Linked DNA regions of Sus scrofa: all the other regions are linked to region 3. The links are chromatin contacts, called in public HiChIP or PLAC-seq maps. All regions are on one chromosome and are shown on one strand. The core of a region is the stretch at or near the end of the contact, and the rest is flanking DNA. Distances in the headings are between cores, read along the strand shown. Region 1 overlaps MYH9 (myosin-9). Region 2 holds the start of MYH9 (myosin-9). Region 3 has its middle 24 kb from the start of TXN2.

Region 1 (4,612 bases), core at 1,757-4,256, 96 kb after region 3:
GCAGGTAGGCCCACTAGGTACAGACACCAGCAGCTACTTCCTGTGCCTGGGAACAAGTCACCTGGGCTTCAGTTTCCTCACTTGCAAAGCAAGATACTAATGGAACCTAACTCTGGATTGCTGTGTGCGGTAGTGAGGCCTCATGTGAGAAGTACCTAGAGCTCAGTGTCTTGTTCTTGTTTTTATTTTTATTTTTGGTCTTTTTAGGGCCGCACCCGCGGCATATGGAAGTTCCCAGGCTAGAGGTGGAATTGGAGCTGCAGCTGCTGGCCTGGGCCACAGCCACACCAGCTCCAAGCCATGTCTGAGACCTACACCACAGCTCCTGGCAATGCTGGATCCTTAACCCACCAAGCGAGGCCAGGGATCGAACCCACACTCTTGGGAACTCTGCTGAGCCATGACGGGAACTCCCAGTCCTGTGCTTTGTGATTCCACTGCACAGATGGAGAAAGGAAGATGCAGAAGGGTTAAATTCCGTCCCCAGAGTCCCGCAGCCAGTGAGTGGAAGCTCAGAGCCTACTTCCAGGTTGGCCTGGTGTATCCTGTTGTGCACTGATGCGCACTCTCGTGTGTGTACGTCTGTGTCTGTTTTGGGGGGAGGGCAGTCTCCCCCCAGGGCAGGCCGCTGTGGCCCAGCAGCCCCTTCTCTCACCTGCAGCGTCAGCCTTGGCCCCTTTGGGACCAGCCGGTGGCCCGGGCAGAGAGGGATTCTCAGCAGGGGGTGAAATAAGCAGCCAGCGGGCAGGTTTCTGCCGAAGGACGTGGTGAGGTCATCCTTGTGGCCACACTTCCTGCTCAGGGACAGCTGGGTCGGCCGGCCTTTCAGACGCGGGTGCCACCGCAACCTACTCCAGCGACTGTAACCTAGCTTTTCCATGAAGTGTGACATAGGCGGGTTTTAGCTTCCCCCAGGCAGCGCCCACATGTGGGCCGTTTTCCCTGGAGGCTGAAGGCCCCGGGATGCGGCTTGTCTGCAGGGCTTCTCTGGAGAGCCTGGCTCTGTGCTCTGTGCAGCCTGTGTGCCCAGGGCTGGCAGCCTGCTGACTCGTTTGAGAACAGGCCTAAGGGCTGGAAGCAAGGAAGAGAGCCAGTTTGCCGTCCAGTTTGGGATTTTTGTTTCTGCCGCCCTGGGTGATCAGAACAGCCCGGGGTGAGGGCCTCCTGTGCCCACAATCCCAGATTCCCCCCCACTCCCCACCCAGACTCACTTTTGGGTTGTCCTGACCGCACCTCTTTTGTGAACCTGCCTGACCCTCTGGAGGAGAGAGAAGGAGGAAGATCCTCTCAGGTCAGTTCATATTGCTTTGGTGGAGAAGGAGGCCCCTTTTTTTTTTTTTTTTGACATTTAATGAGAAGGAGGCGCTTGAGCTGGTAACCAGGGGGCTCCTGGAAATCTGTGGACTGCACCCGAGGGTCTCTGTGACCCCCGAAGATGGTACCCAAAGGGCTCACCGCCTTCAACCAATTCTCAAAGGCCTCCTTGATGGCTGGAAGTGTTAAAAACCCACTGAGATGAGGACTTTGGGTTTCCTGTTTACAGAGCATGCGTGCGTGAGAACAGATGCGCAGTCAGCAGGCTATCATCAGGCAGGAGGGCCTGTTCATTATGGGGTCAGGCGACACTGCCCCAAGGGTATAAATGTGTGGAGAACACCTTTCTAGGGCTGTGGCTGTCCTCTCCCTTCCGATCTGTGTTGAGCCTTTAAGGTCACATGACTTCTGGGCCGCTCTTCCCTGTGGGGTTGGGCCTTGAGCTCTGAGTGGTGATGTTTTGTTTGCAGTAGATTTGATCTCTTGTTACTCGGCACACTCAGGAAGCTGGGCTCTTCTTTCTTTCTGTCCTTGTGATCTTCCACCTGGACTCCGAGTCCTTAAAGAATGTTTCCAGATCCAGGCAGGTCACTGCAGCTCCCTGAGCCCCTGTCTCTGGTGGGGGGCAGGGAAGGGGGTGGGGCCGCCGGCTGCCTGCCGTGGCTTTGTTGAAGTTGTCAGGGTCAAACGAGGGGGCCCGTGGGAGATGATCCGTCCAACCCATGTCAGGTGACCAGGCCACTGCCACTGCCAATTTACCTGCTTGAGGTTTGACAGCCTCCATCCCTACCTCTGGAACCCCACTTTGGCTTTGGACTTGAACTTCACTGTGTGACTTTGGGCACCATGTGCCCTTTGGACCAGTCTGAGCCTCATCTGCCCAGTGAGGGTTGAGTTGGATGGGTGTTTTTCAGACTCGTCAGTTGAGATGGTGGGTTGTGAGATTACTGGTGGCAACCAGTAGTTTTAGAAATTAAATAGGATGGCAAATACCAGAGTACATAGTGTGTGTACATATCATCTTGTGAGGCTTTTGTGTGGCATGTTTGTATTTGTGATACAATTTTTTTTTTTTTTTTTTGTCTTTTGTCTTTTTTGTTGTTGTTGCTATTTCTTGGGCTGCTCCCGCGGCATATGGAGGTTCCCAGGCTAGGGGTTGAATCAGAGCTGTAGCCACCAGCCTACGCCAGAGCCACAGCAACGCGGGATCCGAGCCGCGTCTGCAACCTACACCACAGCTCACGGCAACGCTGGATCCTTAACCCACTGAGCAAGGGCAGGGACCGAACCCACAACCTCATGGTTCCTAGTCGGATTCGTTAACCACTGCGCCACGACGGGAACTCCTGTGATACAATTTTTAAAATTAATTTTTCTACCGTGGCTTGAGATGTTTAGAAAAATGTTGGCGTCCCCCAGGATGCAGTGCTCTGGTGGGGCGGTCGTGGCGGGGGGGCTCTTTCAGCTCTGAGTTGAGTGCTTCCCACCTGCGGGTCTGAGCTGAACTGGGACTCTGCCACCACCGCAGCCGAGCCTGTACATGGAGTCCCTTGCAAGATCAAACTCTTTTAAAGTTCTTTACAAAATTCTGGGAAACGAGCTGCATTCCTGGGGCGGAATAAATCACGTCAAGTGAGGCTGGGCAGGATGTGACTTCAAACCCTGAAGTGGGCTGTGTGAGGGCCGCGCTTGTGACTGACTCATTATGAGCCAGCTTAGCGGGCGACACCGACTCCTGGAGGGAGGAGGCAAGGGTGTGGGGGAGGGGAGCCGGTGGCCCCGGGTGCTATCAAGCCCCGCTGCTCCTGCAGCTCACTTTGGTCCCCACTGTAGTTCCGTGAGTGGAGTGGTCCTCTGACCACATTGCAGGGACGTGCCGTCAGCTCCATCTGCAGGGGGCTACACCGCTGCACGCCCTTCTGTCCTCACCGCGGCCCTGGGGGGCAGCTGGCAGCATCCCCGTTTTACAGATGGAGAAGCCCAGGCCCCAGGGTCCCTGTTCTCTTAGTAAAGTGGTGGGTCTGCAGCTTCCAGGCCAGTCTGGCTGCCTCCTAAGTCTGCCTCTTTCTAAGACGCCTTCCGAAAAGGTCATGAATAAGTTATCACCACTTGGCAGGTCTCTCTCCCTTTCAGAGTCGACTTAAATGACTGCTCGATCAATCCAGGAAGATCGTTGACCTTCTGGCCAGTCCTGCGTCTCTTAGAAACAAAACGGACATTAGTGTACATCAGCTTTAGCTGGAAGGGGGACTGAGAAGACTGAGAACCGTGATCATATATGATCCTGGGTGGCCACAGAGAAGGCTCAGCCCATTCTGGGCCTTTCCTGCCTTGTCTGCTAAAGAGAGTCTGTCACTTGGGTTTGGAAAATAAGATGCAGGATTACTGGGCTTAACCTTAGGCCCTTGAAGAATGGGTGGCAGAGAGTCTGCTGGGCGTGGTCCTTGAAGTTTGGAATTTTGGGGAGACTGGAACCTTCCCCATGTTTTCAGGTCATAATGTATTGCTCAGTCCCTACGCAGGCGGGCCCATGATGGCCTTAAGCTCTCAGCCCAGCAGGAATGGGATCGAGATGGCTGTTGGTGGTAGTGGCTACGATACTCAGGGATTTTGTTTGTTTTTTGGATCATTTAAACGTTACTCAGAATAACCAGCTGCCAAAGGCCCGGTGGGTCCCGGGCTGAGTGGTCTTCATAATTGTCTTTCATTTCTGACCCCGGATTGGTTTCTCGGCCACCGTGCTGTGGACTCAGGAAACCAGCCTGTTGCACTTTCCCATAGAGACAGCGGCTGTATAATTAAATCTTCTCAGTATGGTTATTTTTCTGCGTTGGGTCTCAGCAAACTGTGTTCACATGCTTGGGGAAAGAAAAACTGTCCTATCAGCAGAACCGAAGGGAAGGAATAACTTCACTGCAGGAATCCGAAGGTTCTCGTGTGTGAAGCTCTGCTAGGCTGGGGCGGGGGTGGGGGCGGGGGGGGGTGCTCTCTGCGGGAGGGCACGGTGATGTGTTCAGTGTGCAGTTCCTGACGGGAAGGAAGCCAAGCAGTTCTGTCACCCTTGTGAAACCTGGAGTGCATGGGGGGGTGGGGTGGGGGAGTGATAATCTGTACCTGACTGCTTGGGAGGGGGGCCCCACCCCCATTTCTGAAAAGACTTCCCTGCACTTTCTCTTGGGCAGCTGAGTAGAAGCTCCTTACCAAGTAGGTGAGGCACATGTGTGATCTCACTGCACAAATATTGAGCCAATTAAAAGCAAAGTCAAGGTCCAGCGCAGACAGACGACTGAGCCATAGG
Region 2 (4,066 bases), core at 1,390-3,889, 77 kb after region 3:
GGGGCATCTAACCAGACCAGACTAGAGGGTCAAGGAAGACGTTTTGGAAGAGGTGACTTAAAAGTGAGTCTTTTTCTTCCATTTTTGAAAAAAAAAAATCGTGCAGGTGATATATGTGTTAGAAATACAGAGAAGCGAAAGGAAACAACGGTTGAAATCCTTCTGCCCAGATGTAGCCCTTACTTGTACTTTGCTATAATGCCTTTTAAATCTCATTCTCTCTCTGAGACATATGTCTATTTACACACACATCAGACAGCCCTAACACACACACAAACATGACACAAAAATCCAGTGCAATTCTGCTGTAATAGCACTCTGTAATTTGCTCTTCCTCATTTAGTATATTTTAAATCAGTAAATAGAAACCTGTAAACACTCTTCAATGACCTTCTGGGAATTGTTCAACATATGATGATCATATTTTATTCAGTCTTTTACATTACACATTTATTTCCAATATTTAATGACTATAAACAATGTTGCAAAGAAGAACTTTTAAGCCCATCTTGGTGCATTTTCCCAGTTATTATTTTGTGGTTATCAGAGAAAACTGATCAATTTACCTTTCATTCTGTATCTCTAGAGCTAACAGTGGGTATTTTTATTCTTTTTAAAAAATTTGAGGAGTTCCGTCGTGGCAGAGTGGTTAACGAATCCGACGAGGAACCATGAGGTTGCAGGTTCGATCCCTGGCCTTGCTCAGTGGGTTAACGATCTGGTGTTGCCGTGAGCTGTGGTGTAGGTCACAGACGTGGCTTGGATCCTGCGTTGCTGTGGTTGTGGTGTAGGCTGGCAGCTGTAGCTCTGATTTGACCCCTAGCCTGGGAACCTCCATGTGCCGAGGGAGCAGCCCTAGAAAAGGCAAAATGACAAAAAAAAAAAAAAAAAAAAAAAAATTGATAGGTGAAAAATGGCATCCCATCTAGTTGTGTTTGCATTTTAGATGACTAATTTTTTCGTAATTACTGGCCATGTATATTTCTTTTTCTTTTTTATATAATGATTTTTATTTTTTCATTATAGCTGCTTTATAGTGTTCTGTCAATTTTCTACTGTACAGCATGGTGACCCAGTTATACATACATACATATAGATTCTTACTTCTTTTTATTTATTTATTTAGTCTTTTTGCTATTTCTTTGGGCCGCTCCCACAGCATATGGAAGTTCCCAGGCTAGGGGTCGAATCGGAGCTGTAGCCCTCGGCCTACGCCAGAGCCACAGCAACTCGGGATCCGAGCCGCGTCTGCAACCTACACCACAGCTCACAGCAACGCAGGATCGTTAACCCACTGAGCAAGGGCAGGGACCGAACCCGAAACCTCATGGTTCCTAGCCGGATCCGTTAACCACTGAGCCACGACAGGAACTCCTTACTTCTTCTTTTTAAGTCATCTTTTTCTTTTCGGTCATTTTTATTTTGGAGTTATTTACTTATTTATTTTTTAATGGCCGTAGAAGAGTTCTTTACACATCATTGATAATAATTCTTTGTCACAGAGTTGCAAAATCTGTTTTCCAGTTTTCTCTTGACTTTAGATCGCACTTCTTTTGAAGTTCATTTGGAAGAATAGTTTAGTCATGATCGGAAGAACATTCCAAAAAGAAAGAGTAATGAGAAATTTGCCCCTTTAGATATATAATGTATTATGAAGCTACCATCCTTAAAGCATTGTGGAACTGGCACAGGAACACACAGAAAGATCAATGGATACACCTCAGAAATAGATCCAAGAATATATGAGTTCGGTAGGTGGTGATGGTGTGTGGACAGCTGGCTATCACAAAAATTATGTTAGATTTCTTTCCCACTTCAAAATCAGAATGAATTCCAAATGGATTAAAAATGTAAACAATTCTTTTAAAAATTAAAAAATTTAATCCTCTTGTAGGCAGAAACCGAAAAAAAAACAAAGTGTGCTTTGCCTACCTAGGAAAAAAACCTAAGAAAACATTTTGCAAAAATATCTGAAAGGAAGATAGAGGTAAAGAGCAGCACTCCAGGCTGAGGGAACCCGTTTGAGCAACGGTCTGGAGGCTGAAAGACTCCCGGCCCACTCTAAAAAGAGGGTCAGGGATCGAACTCAGGGCTCCCACAACGGATCCAGGGCTGAGTCCATGTCCGCCCCCACAGGCCATCTTAATTGTAAAACAGCACTTTTCCCATATATGGTACTTCATATGTGTTCTGGTAGGATGACATGGGTCACGGAAATCAGCTCGCGGGGCGGGGTGTCAGAATCCCGGACCTTCCCAGCCTCCTCCCGCCCCACCTCGCCCTGGCTCGGGCAGTGCACCAAAATCCCGGCCTGGAGCCCGCTGAGAGTCTCCTCCTCCTGATTGGACTCTCACTGTGTCAATCCGGTTCCTGGAACCTGGATGCTCTTTGGTTCCGCCCTAGGGGGCGGGGCTCGCGCCTAGGAAGCGCGGGGGAAGGTGCAGAAGGCGGAGGTGGGGGCGGATGGGGAGGATGAATCCCACCCCTCTGGCCCCACAGGCTCCTCCCGCCTCCTTCTTACAGGTCCAGGTGCCTGTCCATCTTAACCACAAGCGGGCTGGAGTGGGTGCAACAGCCTGGGGGGCGTGTACGTCCCTCCAGGCTCCGCCCCACAGCCGGCGCTGGGCTCCGAATGGGCGGGCACTGCGAGGGCGGGGCGGGAAGGAGGCGAGGAGCTGAGCAGGGTGCGGTGAGGCGCGCAGATCACCGCGGTTCCTGGGCAGGGCACCGAAGTCTGAGCGAGGCTGACCTGCTGCAGCTCCCGCCTCGCGCGCTCGCCCCACTCCACTGTCGCCTGAGCTCTAGAGAAAGCCCTCTCGGGAGAAGCAGCTTCAGTTCCCTCGGGCAGATCCAGGTTCAGGTGAGCTAGCCCCACCGGCGGGTCCCGCCCGGGCAGGCGGGCGGGGGCGGGGGCGACGGGAAGCGCGGCGTCTGGAGCAAGCCGGCAGACCTGTGGTTCTCGGCCGCCTCGCGGCCAGTGACCGACTTGGGCGGGCACGAACGCTGCGGGGCCCGGCCGGGGCACTGCATCCTTCGCGGAGAGGGTCCGGGACCCTTGCGCGGGCGCTAGGGGACGGCGCCCCTGGAAGCGAGGCCTCGGGAGCAGAGGAAGTCTTCGGGGCCGGGCGCTCCCCGGAAACCCCCAATCCTCTCCACTCTCCCGTCGGCGCACTCCGCCTGCCGGGCACCCGGCAGCCTCGACCTACCCCAGCTGCCGGGGCACGGGCCCCGCCCTCGCCTCGCCCAGTGCCCAAGTTAGGCAAACTTTTTAACCCCTTCCGGGAGCCTCTGTGCCTCGGACCCAGCCGCGTGGGTGAGAGTAGGGAGGGGGGTCTTGGAGCCCGGGCTTCTTTGGAAGTTTCCAGGCGTTTTCGAAACCGAGGTAACGGACAGACAGGGACCGTTTGGCAGCTGTCAGGGCGTCCTACTGACTCAGAATCGGACAATCCTGCAGCAGACATTGAGCTCCGCTCAGTTTCCGCCCTCCGCTACCGACTTCCTTATTTGCCCGTCTGTGATCGGCAGGGGGAGGAGGGGGACCGGGCGAGGTGCGGGTGGGTGCACCGGGAAGAGGGACCTGGCGGGGATCCGGGCTCGAGGAAGGAAAGACTTGCCTTTCCCCCGCTGACCCTCATCCTTTGACTTATCCCCGGGAGAGACAGGCCCGGGAAGGCCCGCAGCCATCTCCGAGGTCCCGGCGCGCACCTGATTCCACCGCACCTGCGGGCCGACCCACCGGGGCGGGGGCGGGGAGAGCTGCTCCCAGCTCCTTCACGACCTGGCCTGGGCTGTTGCATCGTCCCTGTTTGGGCCAGATCCAGGGCTTTCTACTTATCCCCCACCCCCACCCCGTCAATTTCCCTGGGCTGGGTGCTCACCCCTTGCTGTCCTGGGGCCGCGCCCAGGGCAGGACTGCACCCCCCCCTCCCAGCTCTCCCAGAGCCCCGGCGTCTCAAACGGAGACCGAGAACCCCGCTGGACCACGTTGCCGGCTGTGTTGAGTTGGGGGCAGGGTGAGCGCTGGGGTTGTTGTCTGTGGCCCCACCCAGCCGGTGTGGGGAGAAGG
Region 3 (4,274 bases), core at 855-3,354:
CAATTAGATCCCTACCTTGAGAACGTCCGTATGCCGTGCTTAAAAAAAATAAGGGGAGTTCCTGCTGTGGTGCAGTGGGTTAAAAATCCTATTGTGTTGGCTCAGCTCGCTGTGGAGGCTTGGGTTTGATTGCTGGGTTAAAGGAGCCGGCGTTGCTGCAGCTGTGGCATAGGTCGAAGCTGCAGCTCAGATTTAATCCCTGGCCTGGGAAGTTCCATATGCTGTAGATGCAGCCGTGAAACAAAAAGAGAAAGCTAGAAGGTGCTACATCCTAGCAGATGTGAGATTTATTTTCTCATCGTGAGTGGTGACCACCAGCATCCTGGTGTGAGAGCTTCTCCTCGCCTTCCCATCACTGCCAGAAAGTCACTCATTCACCACCAATGAAAAGCCAGCACCTCCTAGGCGCCAGGCACTGGATGTGCACAGGCGGAGAAGGAAAAGCCCAGCCCTCACAGAACCCAGGGTGCACGCATGAGTATTTAGAACACAGTAGGATGAATTTGTTCAACACAGCTTTTCATGAGCAGCCACTGTGAGCATTGTACAGACATGAACTCATTGGACCCTCAAAAATAACACAGTGAGGTGGGCATTTTTTTATTCTCAGTTTGCAGATGAAGAAATCAAGGCTCAGAAAGATTAATCAGTAGATGTTAGGGGAAGGACACTAAAAGGTACCTTCTTGAAGGATGAATGTATATCTGAGTGTGTGCAAGGGAAGGACTTTCTAGGAGGGAAGCATGGAACAGCATGATGCCTCCAGGGAACAGCAGGGTCAGTGGTCCGTGTACTGAGCTGAGAGGGTCAACACTGGAGAGGCGGATAGTTTTCCACTTCTTTCCTTCTAGGTTCTTTGGCTGGTATATTGATATAAGATAGATTAATAGGAGAAAGACAAACCCAGGTTTACTAACACGTATATAGCTTCTGTGTGCATGGGAGAGACCCAGGAAACAGAGTAGCTATCCGAATGGCCAAAGCCATCACCTTAAACACAAAAGATGCTGGGGGTGGGAAGTCAGTTATGGGAGGTTCCCAGGCAAAGCACAGTAAAAGAGAGCGAGGTTCTTATGCAGATTTAAACCCTTATCTTCTCCTGGAGAAGAGTTTCTAAAATTTAGAGCCATCCTACTCTCCCTCCCACAGAGAGGGAGGCACACTTACAAATAGAAATTTCCCTTATAAATGTAAATGTTTCTTACAAAAAGGTAACTTATGCTCAGTTTTCATAGTTTCTCTCACATCTGCTCTTCTAAAAAAAAAAAAAAAAAAAAAAAAAAAATAGCCAGCTTAAAATAATCAGTATACCGGCGTTCCAGTTGTGGCTCAGCAGGTTAAAAACCCAACTAGTATCCATGAGGATGCAGGTTTGATCCTGGGCCCTGCTCAGTGGGTTAAGGATTCAATCTCTAGCCCGGGAACTTCCAAATGCCCAGGTTCACCTCCCTCAAAATAAAAGTCAATACACAGTCAGCAAAGCCTGTGGGCGCCTGAGAGGCTGTGAAGGGCTTTAATGAGTGGACTGGAGGTCACAGAAGAGCAAAGGACAGAGCAACTGAAAAGGGTCGAGGTTGTAAGAAGAATTTGGAGGGAGAAAACAGCAGGCCAGGTGACCAGCGCCCTGACTCACGCTGGACGCTTTCTCTTAGGTTTAGTCTTGTCCCACCAAGAAGGGTTCAGTCAACTGAACTCTTCCAGTGGATCCATGGCTGATGTTTAGCCAGGCCCAGGGCTGAGCCTGGGGTTACAGAGACTTCCCCAGTGCCAGTTAAGAAAAAGTGCCCACTCGGGGTAGCCGTGCCGCTCGGTGAGTGAGTGCTGCTCCAAGGTGAGCTCACTAAAGGTTCCCTCGTTGCCCCCAGGTGCTCCAGTGAGGATCTGTGACCTTTAAGGGGAAGAAACCTGCCCACAATCGCAACGGGAGTCAATCAAGTTCAGCCCAGGTAAGACGGGGCTGGCGCGGGTCTCAGCCCGGAGACCGGGGCCGGGGGAGCCCCGGGGCACTTGGGGGCACCACTGCAGGGGCGCGCCCTTGCGGAAAGTGTTCTGGCAGAGGTTCCGTCGGGCTTCGGGGCGGGGTCGGCCGGGTGGGACGCCCCGCCCCGCCCGCGCCGCGCCTGCCCATATAAGGTGAGCGCGGCCCCAGCGCCCTGGGAGAGCGGTTGTCGTCACCTGCGTCCGTCGGTTCGGTTCCCCCGGCGGCGGCGCAGCCCGCCCGCCCGCCCCGGGCATCCTTCCAAGGCCGCGCCCCCCAGCGCCTTCCTGCCGGGAAGCGCCGCCCCGCCTCGCTTTGCCTCTCCGTCTGGAGAGGCTGCCCTGGGGCATCGGCTCACATTAGGGCACTCAGGACTCGGACCGTGCCCGGCCCAGCCCGGGTCTGCGCACCTGCGGGTCCTGGAACTCGCCGAGCGAGCAGGCAGGGGTGGGTTTGGCCGAAAGTTAGAGAAGAGGGTAGTGCTGGGCTTCCGGAAAGCCAGGAGTAGAGTGGGAGGAAAGTCAGCCTCCTTTCAAGGATGGCCCAACCCGTCGGGCGCCTGCTAAGTGCCTGGCATCGAGCTCAGTTAAAAAAAAAAAAAAAAAAAAAGTTAATTGCTTCCACTAACTTGCATGGTATGGCTTAGTAAGAGCAATCACTCAAGAATCACAGGACTTGAGTCAGAATATTGCTATATTGCTTACTGGATCCGCCCAGGGGTAGGAAGTAACCCGAATCCTTGGTGTCTGAGTTCAGCCTTGGTCCCCGGTCTTGTTTGTCAATGTTAGGGGGGCATGGGTACAGTTTTTAAAAGCAGCGATGTGCTTATTTTTCTGCGTTGCAGTAAATCCTGGTTAGCATTAGGGAGAATGTCTTTTGCTGGATTTCTTTAACACATCCTTAAGCAATTTTTTTTTTTTTTTTTTTTTTAAAGCAAAGGAAAGATAGATCCCAGACTGGGAGCCTTGGGCAAGAGATAGGAGCTAGGTAAATTTAAAATTAAAAACACATGAGTTGTGTGTGTGTGTGTGTGTGTGTGTGAGATGATTTAAGAGTTTCCATTGGGAGTTTAGAATGACTTTGGCACTTGGCTTTCTATATATAGCTGGTGGTGACATAGTCCTTTAATATTTTTAGTATGAAAATGTTCACACATACAAGGGCATAGAGAATAATAGTACAGTGTTCACTTTCAAAATACATGCATGTTTTAACATGTGAACCGATTTTATTAAAGTATATTTGATTTACAATGTTGTGCCAATTTCTGCTGTACAGCAAAGTGACTCAGTTATATATATATATATATACTTTTTTCTTTTTCTGTCTTTTGTCTTTTTAGGGCCGCATCCACAGCATATGGAAGCTCCCAGGCAAGGGGTCTAATTGGAACTGTAGCTGCCGGTCTACACCACAGCCACAGCAACACTGGATTCAAGCCGCGTCTGCGACCTACACCACAGCTCACGGCAATGTCGGATCCTTAACCCACTTGAGTGAGGCCAGAGATCAAACCGGCGACCTCATGGTTCCTAGTCAGATTCATTTCCGCTGTGCCACAATGGGAACTCCTATGTTCTTTTTTTAATATTCTTTTCCACCATGGTCTATCCCAGGAGACTGGATGTAGTTCCCTGTGCTGTACAGTAGGACCTTGTTGTTTATCCATCCGAAATGTAATAGTTTGCATCTGCTAACCCCAAACACGCAGTCCATCCCACTTCCGCTCCATCCCTTGGCAGCCACAAGTCTCTTCTCTTCTCCATGTCTGTGAGTCCGTTTCTGTTCCATAGATCGGTTCATCTGTGCCATAGTTTGGAGTCCACATATGAGTGATATCATGTGGTATTTGTCTTTCTCTTTCTGACTTACTTTACTTTGTATGAGAATCTCCAGTTCCCTCCACGTTGCTGCAAATAGCATTATTTTGTTCTTTTAATGGCTGAGTCGTATTCCATTGTGTATATATACCACATCTTCTTAATGCACTCATCTGTCCATGGACATTTAAGTTGTTTCCATGTCTTGGCTATTGTGAATAGTGCTGCAATGAACATAGGGGTGCATTCTTCTTTTTTTTGGGGGGGGGGCATACCCCCAGCATATGGAAGTTCCCAGGCTAGGGGCCTAATTGGACCTGCAGCTGCCAGCCTACACCACAGCCACAGAAATGCCAGATCTGAGCTGTATCTGTGACCTACACTGTAGCTCACAGCAATGCTGGATCCTTAACCCACCTGCATGAGGGTGGGGATCGAACCCTCATCCTTATGGATACTAGTTGGGTTCATTACTG

What was found. HiChIP or PLAC-seq counts read pairs in DNA pulled down with a chosen protein or histone mark.
Region 1: an H3K27ac HiChIP or PLAC-seq map of alveolar macrophages shows a contact between it and region 3. The contact joins two enhancer-like sites. A contact is called at or near these places in 18 of 47 Hi-C or Micro-C datasets (adipocytes, blood, embryonic fibroblasts and 12 more) and 2 of 2 datasets of contacts at active chromatin or transcription factors (alveolar macrophages and skeletal muscle).
Region 2: a contact with region 3 is called in an H3K27ac HiChIP or PLAC-seq map of alveolar macrophages. The contact joins the promoter of MYH9 here to the enhancer-like site in region 3. A contact is called at or near these places in 3 of 5 promoter capture datasets (fetal liver and liver), 21 of 47 Hi-C or Micro-C datasets (alveolar macrophages, blood, brain and 13 more) and 2 of 2 datasets of contacts at active chromatin or transcription factors (alveolar macrophages and skeletal muscle).

The regions. Positions count from the first base shown.
Region 1 is chr5:11,381,430-11,386,041 of Sscrofa11.1, forward strand. The region is part of intron 1 of MYH9 (myosin-9); the gene reads left to right. Among named protein-coding and RNA genes, the nearest start is that of MYH9, 18 kb to the left of the region's middle. Within about 2 kb of position 3,007, at least 27 of the 83 cell types and tissues checked have an H3K27ac peak or open chromatin away from gene starts, as enhancers often do. A contact at or near this core is called in alveolar macrophages, where this site is marked.
Region 2 is chr5:11,362,964-11,367,029 of Sscrofa11.1, forward strand. MYH9 (myosin-9) reads left to right here and starts at 2,640. Exons shown (of 45, transcript XM_021091538.1): 1 at 2,640-2,860.
Region 3 is chr5:11,286,802-11,291,075 of Sscrofa11.1, forward strand. It overlaps a transcript of TXN2 not described here. Among named protein-coding and RNA genes, the nearest start is that of TXN2, 24 kb to the left of the region's middle. Within about 2 kb of position 2,105, at least 62 of the 83 cell types and tissues checked have an H3K27ac peak or open chromatin away from gene starts, as enhancers often do. A contact at or near this core is called in alveolar macrophages, embryonic fibroblasts, epiblast stem cells and 7 more, where this site is marked.